Linked DNA regions of Zea mays: region 1 is linked to region 2. The links are chromatin contacts, called in public Hi-C maps. All regions are on one chromosome and are shown on one strand. The core of a region is the stretch at or near the end of the contact, and the rest is flanking DNA. Distances in the headings are between cores, read along the strand shown. Region 1 holds the start of LOC100193154. Region 2 holds the start of LOC110366356.

Region 1 (6,255 bases), core at 1,439-3,938, 820 kb before region 2:
CATTACAAGAGGACAGGCTGAGAGCACAATTCCAGTATTCCCATCAAAAAGACGCTGCCAAATTGTAGCAAGGTTTTGTCAGACCACATGTTCAACACAAAAACTAGTGAGCACAGTAGAGTGAAATAGTGTTTCTCCATACCTGAGTTCCCTTGACAGTTAAACGATTAATTACGGGGATAATGGAAAATGTGTGCAATAGAACTACCCCTTTTGAATCCCCAGTGATGGCTTTAGATTGGCGGATAAAACAAGCATGCACTACTGGTGCTGTATGCTCGCCATATATAACTTTTGCTGCTGCAGATTTCTGTACATCCCAAATTGTCATATGACCATCACCATATCCTACTAGCAGAAGGTCCCCTTGCTGGTTAAAGCACATGGCAGTCACTGGTGATTGAGTCTTCTCGCCTTGGTTCCAAAAGAACAGCATCTGAAAGTTTTTTTAAAAGTGTTTATACCGCAAAGTGATTCACATAATTTATAGAACTTTTAAGCCACCAAACTAGAACAGGTATTAGTTTCTCCAAGTTCGTCCAACAAGATTTTGCATATGGGTTCCTCCGATTTACATGTGCAGCCATCGATTCAATCAATGAGTTATTTTTAAAGAAAAAATAATAGCAACAAGAATGAAAAAGAAAACAATGTGATGTTCCAATGGCACACTGATGTATGGTGTGGAGTCCATTAAAGGGCCACAACAAACAATGGAGTTCCCTTCCCTAAGCACCTTCCTAGAACTTGTTGCATATTCTACTCCAAATTTACAATATGAGATACTCCTGCAAATTCTACCTAAATGTTATCTTTGTATCAGATTTTTCTGCAGTAACTGACACCATATTTTTTGCAGCAAATCAAATTCAGAGTCAGCTTGACTTAATTCTTAGAGAAAGTGCTATTCTGATCACAAGAACACATCTAAAGAATGATGGACATATGCAACATACAGCGGTAGCAGAATCAGAAATGTAACAGTACTTCTCGGTCCCTTCCTGTTTTTTCCTTAAGACAATAGACTAAGAAAGTTAAGGCTCCTAGTTATATACAGCAACAAATATTTTTTAAAAGAACAATTTCGAACTTCACCAAGACAGTGCATAACAAATATGCCATCTTTAAGTCGAAATATACAACAATACCAATTAGTGTGAACCAAACATGCCTTATTCGCTCCAGCACCAATGACTAACCTTTGCATCTGTATCATCAGCTTGATGAATGGAGTATTTGCTTGGAATGACGATGACAGCACCTTTAGATGTGCCCATTGCTATATAGCTCCTATGAACAGCCAGCACCTGGGGAGAGCCATGGTCTGACCTAAATGACGGTGAGGACATGACACGGGTTACTGGATTGTCCATCTCAATTTGCATGTAACCGATAGCTGGTGGGCCCTTTCCGATTCCCTCTAGTTGCATGGGCTGCGCAGCTGCTCCTTCCTCCCAATGTTGACCAGACGAGGCCTGCCTCTTCTCAAGCTCCTCTGCCCACTCCAACGGTTTCATTGACACCTTCAGCTTCTTCTCTGTGTTCTCAGCCTTCCTGCTGGCCTCCAGCTGCTCTACCCTATCTTCAATCACTTTATCAATTAAGCTCCCAGATTCCACTTGTTCTTGCAAGATACTGTCAGATCTTTCAAATTCATGTTCATCATCAGAACTTTCCTCTAAAGCAATCGCAATAAGATCCATACCCTGACCTGATTGAACATGATTATCACCTCCAGTTTGGTCATCCTCATTTTCCTCATAGACAGCCTCAATCTGATTCCCAACTTGGTCAGTTTCCGCCAAATTGGCATCATTACCTTGCTCATGCCCACTGGAATCCTCCGCAGCTAGAGCATCCAGAGGACTTGCCTCCACCAGCTTTATAGCCTCAGCATTCTCTTCACCTCCCACTTCTGCCTGTTTATCCTCTCCCAGTTCCGCACCCACATTCCCACCTGCAGTTTGCTTGGTCGCATCAGCAACCGCTTCCGAATCACCCTTCTCTTCTACCTCTGCTTCCAAGCTCCCAGTGGGAAGGAACTCCTTGGAGCCTTCGGAGCCACTCCCCTCTTCCTCCAGAACTTTCTCCACGGGCGCCGATACTGATCGGCGCGACTTGATGGCAGCGGCGTGTGGGGTGAGGACCGCGCGGGACGCTGCGGCAGCAGCGGCAAGCGCGGCGCCGGGTTTGGGGCTGGGGCGGACGCCCCGGAAGAGCGAGGGGAGGGGCTTCGACGACGAGGAAGCGCCGTTGCTCGAGAAGGTTCTCGCGACGAGGGAGGAGAGGGTCTCCGACGGCAAGGCCGATGCGGATCTCCTCGGGGACGGGGACGCGGATGGGGAAGGCGACGGCGAGGGCTCAGCGACAGGCGCCGGGGCTTGGACTCGGGATAGCGTCTGGATGCTGGTGCTTGGGATGCGGCTAGACTCCTCGGAATCGGAGTCCGAGTCTGAGGAGGAGAGGAGGCGGAGCAGGTCGTCGACGGCGCGGCGGTGGTCATCGTCGGCCGGGTCGGCGTCCGAGGCCCCGGAGGATGTCGGAGAGGACGGGAGGAAAGCGTCGAGGTCGAGCTCCCGCCTCGGCGGCGCATGCTGCGACGCCATCGCCGGCGACGACGACGCCGGCATCGGGGTATGACGCCTTCGCGTCCAAGGTTCTGTGCTAGTGTGCTGCGATTTTGCGAGCTTTTTCGCGATGCGCCTGTACGTTTACTGATGATGATTACGGCGGGTACAAACTGGATCGAGGCCCATACATTCGAGTCCATAGCCCCAATGGGCCTTATCGTTGACGTTGACCAGATGGGTCTTCTAGTTGACGACGCACCCAAAAGCTTGACCGAAAGAAAATCGGCCATGGGCAAAAAATAACGAGACTATTAGAAAACTCAGTCATATACTCATATTTATCTTAATTCAAATATAGTATTAGAATGAGTTAGAGTACAAAAATAACTATTTTTTGACACATTCTACTGTAATTAATTTGAATACAAATATAACCAAACAAATGTAACGTGGAACGCGACTCCTGAGTTGTGAGCAAACCCAACTCTGAAACGACATAAATCAAGGCAATACATACAGGCAAGGGTCGTGAAACCGTTCGATAAATCCAGCTTATTGGTCGGCTCGGATATTGTACCAGTTTTGAAATTCGAATTTGAGAGATTTTGTAAATTTTAACAATTTTTTATGGTAATTTTCTTGCAAATAGTATGGATTATTCTAAGAATTACCATTGAAACCAAATTTCAAAATACACGTCTGAATTCAAACTAAAATTCAAAGAAGTTTTAGAAAATTGAAAAAAAAAACTTCGTTAGTGGGTCGACTATTTATTTTGCCTAATGACATGTTTAAACCCTACACCGACCGCAGCACTTGCAAGCCACTTTCTCCCTAACTCCCAGACCATTGCCCGATCTAGGAGAGGGACAAGAGAGACTCCCTTTTATACTTCAAGGGCGATCTTTACATGAGAGATAGAGTTCTGCAGCTAATGCCTTGCGCCGTAGTGAGTGGCGGGTCCCCTTGGGTCAATCTCGAGGCGTGCCTACATACGGCCTGTATAATACCCTGAATTTGGGGTAGAATTTTTTCTTCTTTTACTCACCAAATTCAGGTGTTACTCTATTTTCTCTTCCCGTTTCGCTCCTTCCCAAATTCAAAGCAGTATAGCGACTGGTGTCCGTATCGTGTGTAAACAAAACCTAAGTTGACATGGGTGTTGCATCATGCCGAATCATATTTCTGTTGTCTGATATCGTGCTTAATCGCGTGTTCGCCTAGTCTCGTTTCGGTTTTCATTTCGTGAATTGGATACCGATCTGTGGTTGTGCGTGCCGCGGGATTTTGACCCGCGGTGCGGCCCAGCCCAGCCCGGCCCGCTCTAGCCCGCGTGCCCCTAGCGCCCTGCCCCTCCCCCGTGCGCCCCCCTCCTTTCTCTCCCTTTCTCTCATTTCATTTTCCCGCGCAGCAACTTCCTCTCCTCCACCTCTCTCTCTCCCCCGTGGTGCCCTAGATTTTGGAGATGGTGATCGCCGGATTGGACCCCGAGGTGAGCTCCCCTCCCCTCTCCCTCTCTCTCTTCTCCCCCTCCCCTTTCTTCTTCCTTGTGCGCCCCCTGTTTCCCCCTGCGCGCACCCCTGCGCGGCCTCGTCCCCCCGGTGGCGCGCCCCTGCTCCCCCATGGCGCGGCCTCGGCCCCCTCCCCCTGCGCAGCCCTGCCCCCCACGGCGGCCCCTGCTCCCCCGTGGCGCGGCCCATGCTCCCCCCACGGCGGCCCCTGCTTCCCCCGGCGGCACGGCCCCTGCTCCCCCACGGCGCGCGACCTCGGCCCCTTCCCCCGCGGCGCGCCCCTGCTCCCCCGGCGGCGCGGCCCCTGCTCCCCCCGCGGCGCGCCCCTGCCCCCCTCCCCGGCAGCGCGGACCCTCACGGCTTGCCTAGCGTGTTCCAGCGGCACGCGCGGTGATCGAATTCCAGTTTAATTAGTTTTGAATTTAGTTTAATGAACGTACTGCGTCGCGCGCTTCGTCGCGCGACGAATGAGTTTAAATTCAGATTTATTAATGTGGTGTGTTGTGCGCTTCGTCGCGCGACGAGTTGGATTAATTTTGGTTATTTAGCATGCTGTGTCGCGCGCTTTGCCGCACAGCGAATTAGTTTGATTTCAGATTCTATTAATGTGTGGTGTCGCGCGTCCAGTTGTGCGACGTTTTCGTTTTAAATTCAGTTTAGATGACGTATGTCGTCGTGCGTTTCGTCGCGCAACGTGTGACATTATTTTCATAATTGATGCAAATGTCTCGTTGCGCGCTCCGTCGCGTGACGAATCGTTTATGTCTTAATTCAATTTAAGTGTTGTGTCGCGCGTTTCGCCGCGTGACAATCTTTTTAATTCTACTTTGATCTGCTTATGATGATTAAATACGGAACATGACTGTATCCTATGCTTAGCTCAATTGCCAAATTAATATTGTTCTGTTTAGACGAGTATTTTAATTTATAATCGTGTGACGTGATCGCTCGTTGACCGTAGCCTCGACCATTACCTTCTCTTTCTCGCTTAGTCGTAGGTGTGAGCCCCTATGTCGAACGTCTGTTTATTTATTACATTCTATTGTATGGTGTACTGTTCTTTTGTATTAAATTTGTGGAATGTATGTTTGAACTCGCATAGATAACAGTCAGTTGGTGGAGTCCTAAGGAGTTGCAGGTGAAGACTGATAGTCGCCTAGAGGGGGTGAATAGGGCGAATCTGAAATTTACAAACTTAAGCACACACTACAAGCCGGGTTAGCGTTAGAATTAAATGCGAGTCTGAAAGAGAGGGCGAAAAACAAATCACAAGCAAATAAGGCGGATGACACGGTGATTTGTTTTACCGAGGTTTGGTTCTTGCAAACCTACTCCCGTTGAGGTGGTCACAATGACCGGGTCTCTTTCAACCCTTTCCCTCTCTCAAACGGTCACTTAGACCGAGTGAGCTTCTCTTCTCAATCAAACGAGACACTAAGTCCCCACAAGGACCACCACACAATTGGTGTCTCTTGCCTTGGTTACAATTGAGTTGGAATCAAGAAAGAATGAAGAAAAAAAGCAATCCAAGCGCAAGAGCTCAAATGAACACAAGTCTCTCTCTCACTAGCCACTATTTGATTGGAATGATCTTTGGACTTGGGAGAGGATTTGATCTCTTTGATTGTGTCTTGTATTGAATGTTATAGCTCTTGTAAGGTGTTAGAAGGCTGAAAACTTGGATGCATTGAAGTGTGGTGGTTGGGGGTATTTATAGCCCCAACCACCAAAAGAACCGTTGGTGAGGGCTGCTATCGCATGGCGCACCAGACACTGTCCGGTGCGCCAGCCACATCACCCGCCCGTTGGATTCTGACCGTTGGAGCTTCTGACATCTGGGTCACCGGACAGTCCGATGGTGCACCGGACAGTCACTGTTCACTGTCCAGTGCACCTTCTGGCTCTGCTCTGACTTCTGTGCGCACTGTAGCGCATTAACTGCTGTTGCAGACGACCGTTGGCGCTGTAGTAGCCGTTACTCCGCTGGCACACCGGACAGTCCGATGCTACACCGGGCAGTCCGGTGAATTATAGCGGAGTGGCTCCCAGAATTCCTGAAGGTGAGTAGTTTGGAGTTGGATTCCCTGGTGCACCGGACACAGTCCGGTGGCACACCGGACAGTCCGGTGCGCCAGACCAGGGCACACTTCGGTTGCCTTTTGCTCTCTTTGTTT
Region 2 (5,839 bases), core at 2,762-5,261:
GTTTTGGGTCCGACCGCACACCCGGGGTTGCCCCTCAAGGTGTTTTTAGGAGTAGGACGGTGTCGCCGACTGTAGCAAAATGGTTCGTGCCAGGTGCACGAGGGACGGTGGACAATGTTTACAGGTTCGGGCCGCTTAGAGATGCGTAACACCCTATGTCCTGGTGAGTATGCTTGGTGATTGAGGTTACAAGGTAGCTCTCTGAATTGAGAATGCAGAGAGTTGAGGTGGGTGGCTGAGTAAAAAGGGTCGATCGTTTTGAAGGGGTGCCCCCTAGGCCTTATATATTCGACCGTGGGGCAATACACGTGGATATGATAACTATGTGCACCTAAAAGATAGTGAACTGTTTGAGTTTATCTCTCTATAGTTCTGCCGACCTATCCTCGCATGGCTCCGTTGCATGGGGGCTCTAGCGCGGGAAAGTCGGATCTCTGTTGTGGTCGCTCGCTCAACGTTGTGGGTCGTCCGGGCTTGCACCAATCCGGCCTCATGTCAACCTGCTTTGCTGATTGTCCCTCCCCAGGCCCACGAAAGAATGACCTTATGATTTATTGGGCCCTTGGGCCTTTCGTGAGGTCTTTTACTCTTCCAGTGGACCCGGGGGATATCTGTCCCCACAGACGGCGTGTCGGAGCCGAAGGTGGAGGGCGACGAAGAATCGATCTCGTAGTAGACCACTTTCTTCATTTTCTTCTTCTTATCGCCACTCCGGTGCGACTTGACGTGGGGAGGTGATTCCTCCCTCTTCTTGTTGCCGGACTCTCCCGATGGAGCTTTCCCGTGGCTTGTGGCGGGCTTCTCGTCGGTCACCATCTCCTTCTTGGCGTGAGCTCCTGACATAACTTCGAGCGGTTAGGCTCTAATGAAGTACCGGGCTCTGATACCAATTGAAAGTCGCCTAGAGGGAGGTGAATAGGCAAATCTGAAATTTATAAAGTTTAAGCACAACTACAAGTCGAGGTTAGCGTTAGAAATATAATCGAGTCCGAAAGAGAGGGCAAAAAACAAATCACAAGCAAATAAGGCGGATGACATGATGATTTGTTTTACCGAGGTTCGGTTCTTGCAAACCTACTCCCCGTTGAGGTGGTCACAAAGACCGGGTCTCTTTCAACCCTTTCCCTCTCTCAAACGGTCACTTAGACCGAGTGAGCTTTTCTCTTCAATCAAACGGGACACTTAGTCCGCTACAAGGACCACCACAACTTGGTGTCTCTTGCTTTGATTATAAAGATCTTAGGAACAAGAAATGGGGAAGAAGAAAAGCGATCCAAGCGCAAGAGCTCAAAAGAACACAACAAAAAACTCTCTCTTCTAGTCACTAATGCTTTGAGTGGAATTGGGACTTGGAGAGATTTTGATTCACTCTATTTGTGTCTTGTATTGAATGCACTAGCTCTTGTATTGGGTGGAATGTCTGAAAACTTGGATACCTTGAAGTGTTGGTGGTTGGGGGTATTTATAGCCCCAACCACCAAAGTGGTCGTTGGGGAAGGCTTCTATCGACGGGCGCACCGGACAGTCCGGTGCACCACCGGACACTGTCCGGTGCGCCAGCCACGTCACCCAACAGTTAGGGTTCGACCGTTGGAGCTCTGACATGTGGGGCCACCGGACAGTCCGGTGGTGCACCGGACAGTCACTGTGCACTGTCCGGTGCGCCATCTGCGCCTGCTCTGACTTCTGCGCGTGCAGCACGCGCACTGTAGATCACTGTTCACCTTTTGCAGACGACCGTTGGCGTTGTAGCCGTTACTCCACTTGGCACACCGGACAGTCCGGTGCTACACCGGACAGTCCGGTGAATTATAGCGGAGAGCCATTTTCAGAAACCCAAAGCTTAGCAGTTGGAGGGGATTCTCCCTGGGGCACCGGACACTGTCCGGTGGCACACCGGACAGTCCGATGCGCCAGACCAGGGCAGCCTCGGTTTTCTTTGCTCCTTTGATTTGAACCCTTTCTTTTATATTTGTATTGGTTTGTTGTGAACCTTTGGCACCTGTGGAACATATACTCTAGAGCAAACTAGTTAGTCCAATAATTTGTGTTGGGCAATTCAACCACCAAAATCAATTAGGAAAAGGTGTGACCCTATTTCCCTTTCAATAAGTATTGGACTGATGTTCAAGGACTTATGGCTATTGCTGTTATCCTTGATCCACGCCTTAAGATGACAATGTTGCATGCTTGTTATATTGCTTTGTTGGGAGAGGAAGAAGCTGAGATATATGTTTCAAAGAGTTATGAAGTGCTAACTAATTTGATAAATCAGTACCTATTGCAATCTGATCAAGAGTGTGTGGGTACATCATCTAGTGGCGCTTCTTTTACAACTACAATTAGTGCAACTGCTGTTTTGTCAATATTCAAATCACTTGCTGCAAGTAAAAAGACAACAACCATTGTGAAAAGCAAGAATGAGCTAGATCGCTATTTGGAAGAAGAAACTCTTCCTCATGATGAGAATGAGTACTTCGATATACTTGGTTGGTGGAAGGTTGCTGGTACTTGTTATCCTACATTGAGGTTAATTGCTCGTGATGTTTTGGCTATTCCAATAACCACAGTAGCTTATGAATCAACTTTTAGCATTAGTGGTAGGGTTCTAAGTGAGCATCGGAGTCGTCTCACACCACAAATGTTAGAAGCTTTGATGTGCACTCAAAGTTAGTTTCGTCATGCTCTTAAAGGTAAAGAAATGTGCCTTGCTAATATTCTAAGTGAATCAATTTTCTATATACTAATATGTATTTTGTTTTACAATATAGGTGAAGATAATGTGGATGTTAATAGCTTTTGGTCATGTCTTGAAGACATTGAAGAGGAAATGAAGGAGGATCCTTGTATCGCTTCGGATGATTAGTTTAAACTTAAATTTGTGATTGTTATCCTATAACTTGTTTGACATTTATTATTGCTATGAACTGATGTCTTGGAAGTTGTAAACTATATATGTATGGAACTGGAGCTGTTGTATGTTTGTTGTATGGGACTATTTGGAAATTGCTTGTGTTTGAAATTATTACTTGTTGTATGGCGGCCACGCGGGTTTGTTCGCGGGTCTCTTGCACCCGCGGGTGTGTCGTGGGTCTATTGCGCCCGCGGGCGCACCCGCGGGTTTATAAAACCCACGGGTGACGGGTACAGATGTTATACAGTACCCGACGCGGGTTGCGGGCACGAGTACATGTTTGCTATTTGCTGGCGGGTATGGGTTTATAAAACCAATGCCCGCGGGTTTTGTACCCGTTGCCATCCCTACTAGGCATACAACTAAGTAAGGATATGTTTGGTTTGAGATCAAAGTGGGATGGGGCGGGGGCGACATCGTCCCCTCGATTTTTTTGGATCACGCCGCCACAAAAAGACTACTCCGGTATTTACTTCGTCCCTACGTGACTCTCATCCAAACATTATAAAAACTGTGACCGCTCTCTCCCATTCCACTACGTACATCCAACCAAACACACCCTAAGTTCCTCGCCCTTTGCACAATATTGAAGACAGCATGGCATGCAATGGAAGAACTTGTTTCCATGGGACTGGTGCGCAGCATTGGAGTCAGGTAAACCGAATTTTCTCAGTTTTGCTGGCACCAGACTGAAATGTTTAGTCTTGGCAAGCTTCCCTTTGTATTAACCAAATTTTCTCTGTTTTACTTGTGACGCTGAATTTGCATTCTTGCTGAAACCCAGCAAATAGTTAATATGAGGAAATATTGATTTATCATGTACAAAATACACGTCTCAATCGCTATTTCGTCTTGCTGTAAGTATAATTCGACTGTCTAATTCAGGACGGATATAAGAGTATTCGAGTTTGAAAATTTATAGAAATTATTGGGTAATATGTTTTTTATATAAACATAGTTAAAGCTAGGCAGGTTTGATTTAGAAAAAAAAACTAGGATTAGTTAAAATTTGAATCGGATAGAGTACAAATCGCTGAATACACTTGCAAATTCAAACCTATCCTTGCAAAGTGGACACGGATACGGACGGTGTCGTGGGTCTTCCTCAGTCATCACACAAGTCTCCTGTTCGGCTGTCCCCACTTCCCAGCAACGCAACCCAGCCATGGCGACACCGCCGCCGCGACCGGGACCGGCCGCCGCATCCGCGGCGGTCTCCCTCCTCGACCACCTCGAGCACGCGAATTTCGCTCCACCCCCTCCCCCTCCGCCGCCGCCCTCCCCCACCACCGTCCTCACCGCGTGGTCGCGCCTCCGCGACCCTAACTCCACCTCCCCCGCTGACGCACTCGCCGCGCTAGAGACGCTCCACCACCACCGTCGCGCGCTCCGCCTCTCGTCCGCGCACGCCTCGCTCCTGCTCCCACTGCTCCCGCTACACCCCCGCCTCGTGGCCACGCTGCTCGCCGCTGCCCCGCACCTCGGCCCCGCCTCCGTCCCGGCCTCCCTCCCCTTCGCCCCTCGCCTCCTCCTCCTCGGCGCCCGCGCCTCCGCCAAGGATCTCCCGGGCCGTGCCAGCTTCGGGGAACCCGCTTCCACCGCGAAGAATCCCGCCGGCAGCGGTGAGCCTGCCGATGGCCAGGACGACGACCCTGTTGTAGCTGTGGGCCGCATTCTTGAAGATGTGGAGCGGGGCGGTCAGAGCATCGATGATGTCGACCACCTCGCCCTTGCAGGGGTTGGTTACGCGCTGGCGTCTGCTGACGAGGTGCAGTTCAGAAGGATCATTGTGCCCTTGCTTAGGATCTGTGGCAGGACTGGGAATCTGTCTGTCGGTGTTCGGGTGCTTAAGCTGATGGAATGGCTGGTAATGGGATTCATCGAGTCCAGGAAGATGAGGAATGCTCAGGTGCTCTTTGAGATGACTTCACCGGAGGAGTGTGAGGGCGAGAACTATTGTGTGCTGTTACCAGCGGTGATGTTGGCCTGCGGTGGGTTGCGGGCACTGAGGGTTGCTTCGGCTAGGTACCGGTTGGACTTTGATCCACGGCTGAAGCAGGCGCCTGAGCGGACAATTCAGTTTGCAGCTGAGCGGGCTGTTTTAGAAGGGAGGCCGGCCGATGACCAGCATATCCTTGTTCAGTGTGTCGCATTGGGGCTGTCACGGTGTGGGCAGGTCGCGTTTCACGAATCGGTGTTACGGTGTGTCTGTATGGGATTGCTAAAGGAGCTCCTCCCACTTCCTGATTTTCTTAGGAGGTCGGTCCAAAACGCAGGAGGGAACTCAAATGAGGTTATCAAGGCTCAGGTCAATAAACACCTTGATAGTGTTCTTTTCAAAGAGGCAGGCCCAGTGACTGGGGTTCTTTGCAACCAGTATTCATATGCCAATGACAAGGCTAAAAGCTTTGTCGAAACTTGTGTATGGGAGTACGCACAGGAGATTTATCGTCATCTTCGTGCAGCAGTGTTGCTGCACCGGGGGAAGCAGGATGGCTTGATTACGGCGATTGACAAGAATGCTGAGGCCTCATTTCTTATGGTTGTAGTCTTTGCAGCCGAGGTCGCTAAACACAGGCTAAATGCTAAGTCCTCCGAGGGGTTCCAACCTGAGGTTGCTGCTAGAATCTTGGTGGCGTTCTCTTGTGTGGAACATCTTAGGCGACTGCGTCTCCCTGAGTACACTGAGGCAGTCCGGAGTGCTGTGCTTGCCAATCAAGAGAATGTAGCAGCTACTGCTTTGTTCATCGAGTCAATACCTTCATATACTGAACTGACAAGTGAACCAGGTTATTTCAATAGCAGTTCTCTTGCTGCTATGCCGTGACTACTGCTATGATGTGCTAGCAACTGTTGGTTAAGATTCATGTTTGGTGTGTTACAGATTTACTGGCCTTGGATAGACCAACAACATATAACTGGTAC

The links. A called contact is a pair of places that touch in the nucleus more often than the background predicts.
Region 1: a Hi-C map of leaf shows a contact between it and region 2, with 4 times the contacts expected there. The contact joins the promoter of LOC100193154 here to the promoter of LOC110366356 in region 2. A contact is called at or near these places in 7 of 25 Hi-C or Micro-C datasets (bundle sheath, ear, leaf and 1 more).

What each region holds. Positions count from the first base shown.
Region 1 is chr5:74,679,255-74,685,509 of Zm-B73-REFERENCE-NAM-5.0, reverse strand. LOC100193154 reads right to left here and starts at 2,688. Exons shown (of 21, transcript NM_001358667.1): 1 at 1,200-2,688; 2 at 143-436; 3 at 1-54. The coding sequence starts at 2,630.
Region 2 is chr5:73,857,269-73,863,107 of Zm-B73-REFERENCE-NAM-5.0, reverse strand. It overlaps LOC110366356, which reads left to right and starts at 4,011. Exons shown (of 5, transcript NM_001351848.2): 1 at 4,011-5,703; 2 at 5,799-5,839. The coding sequence starts at 4,080.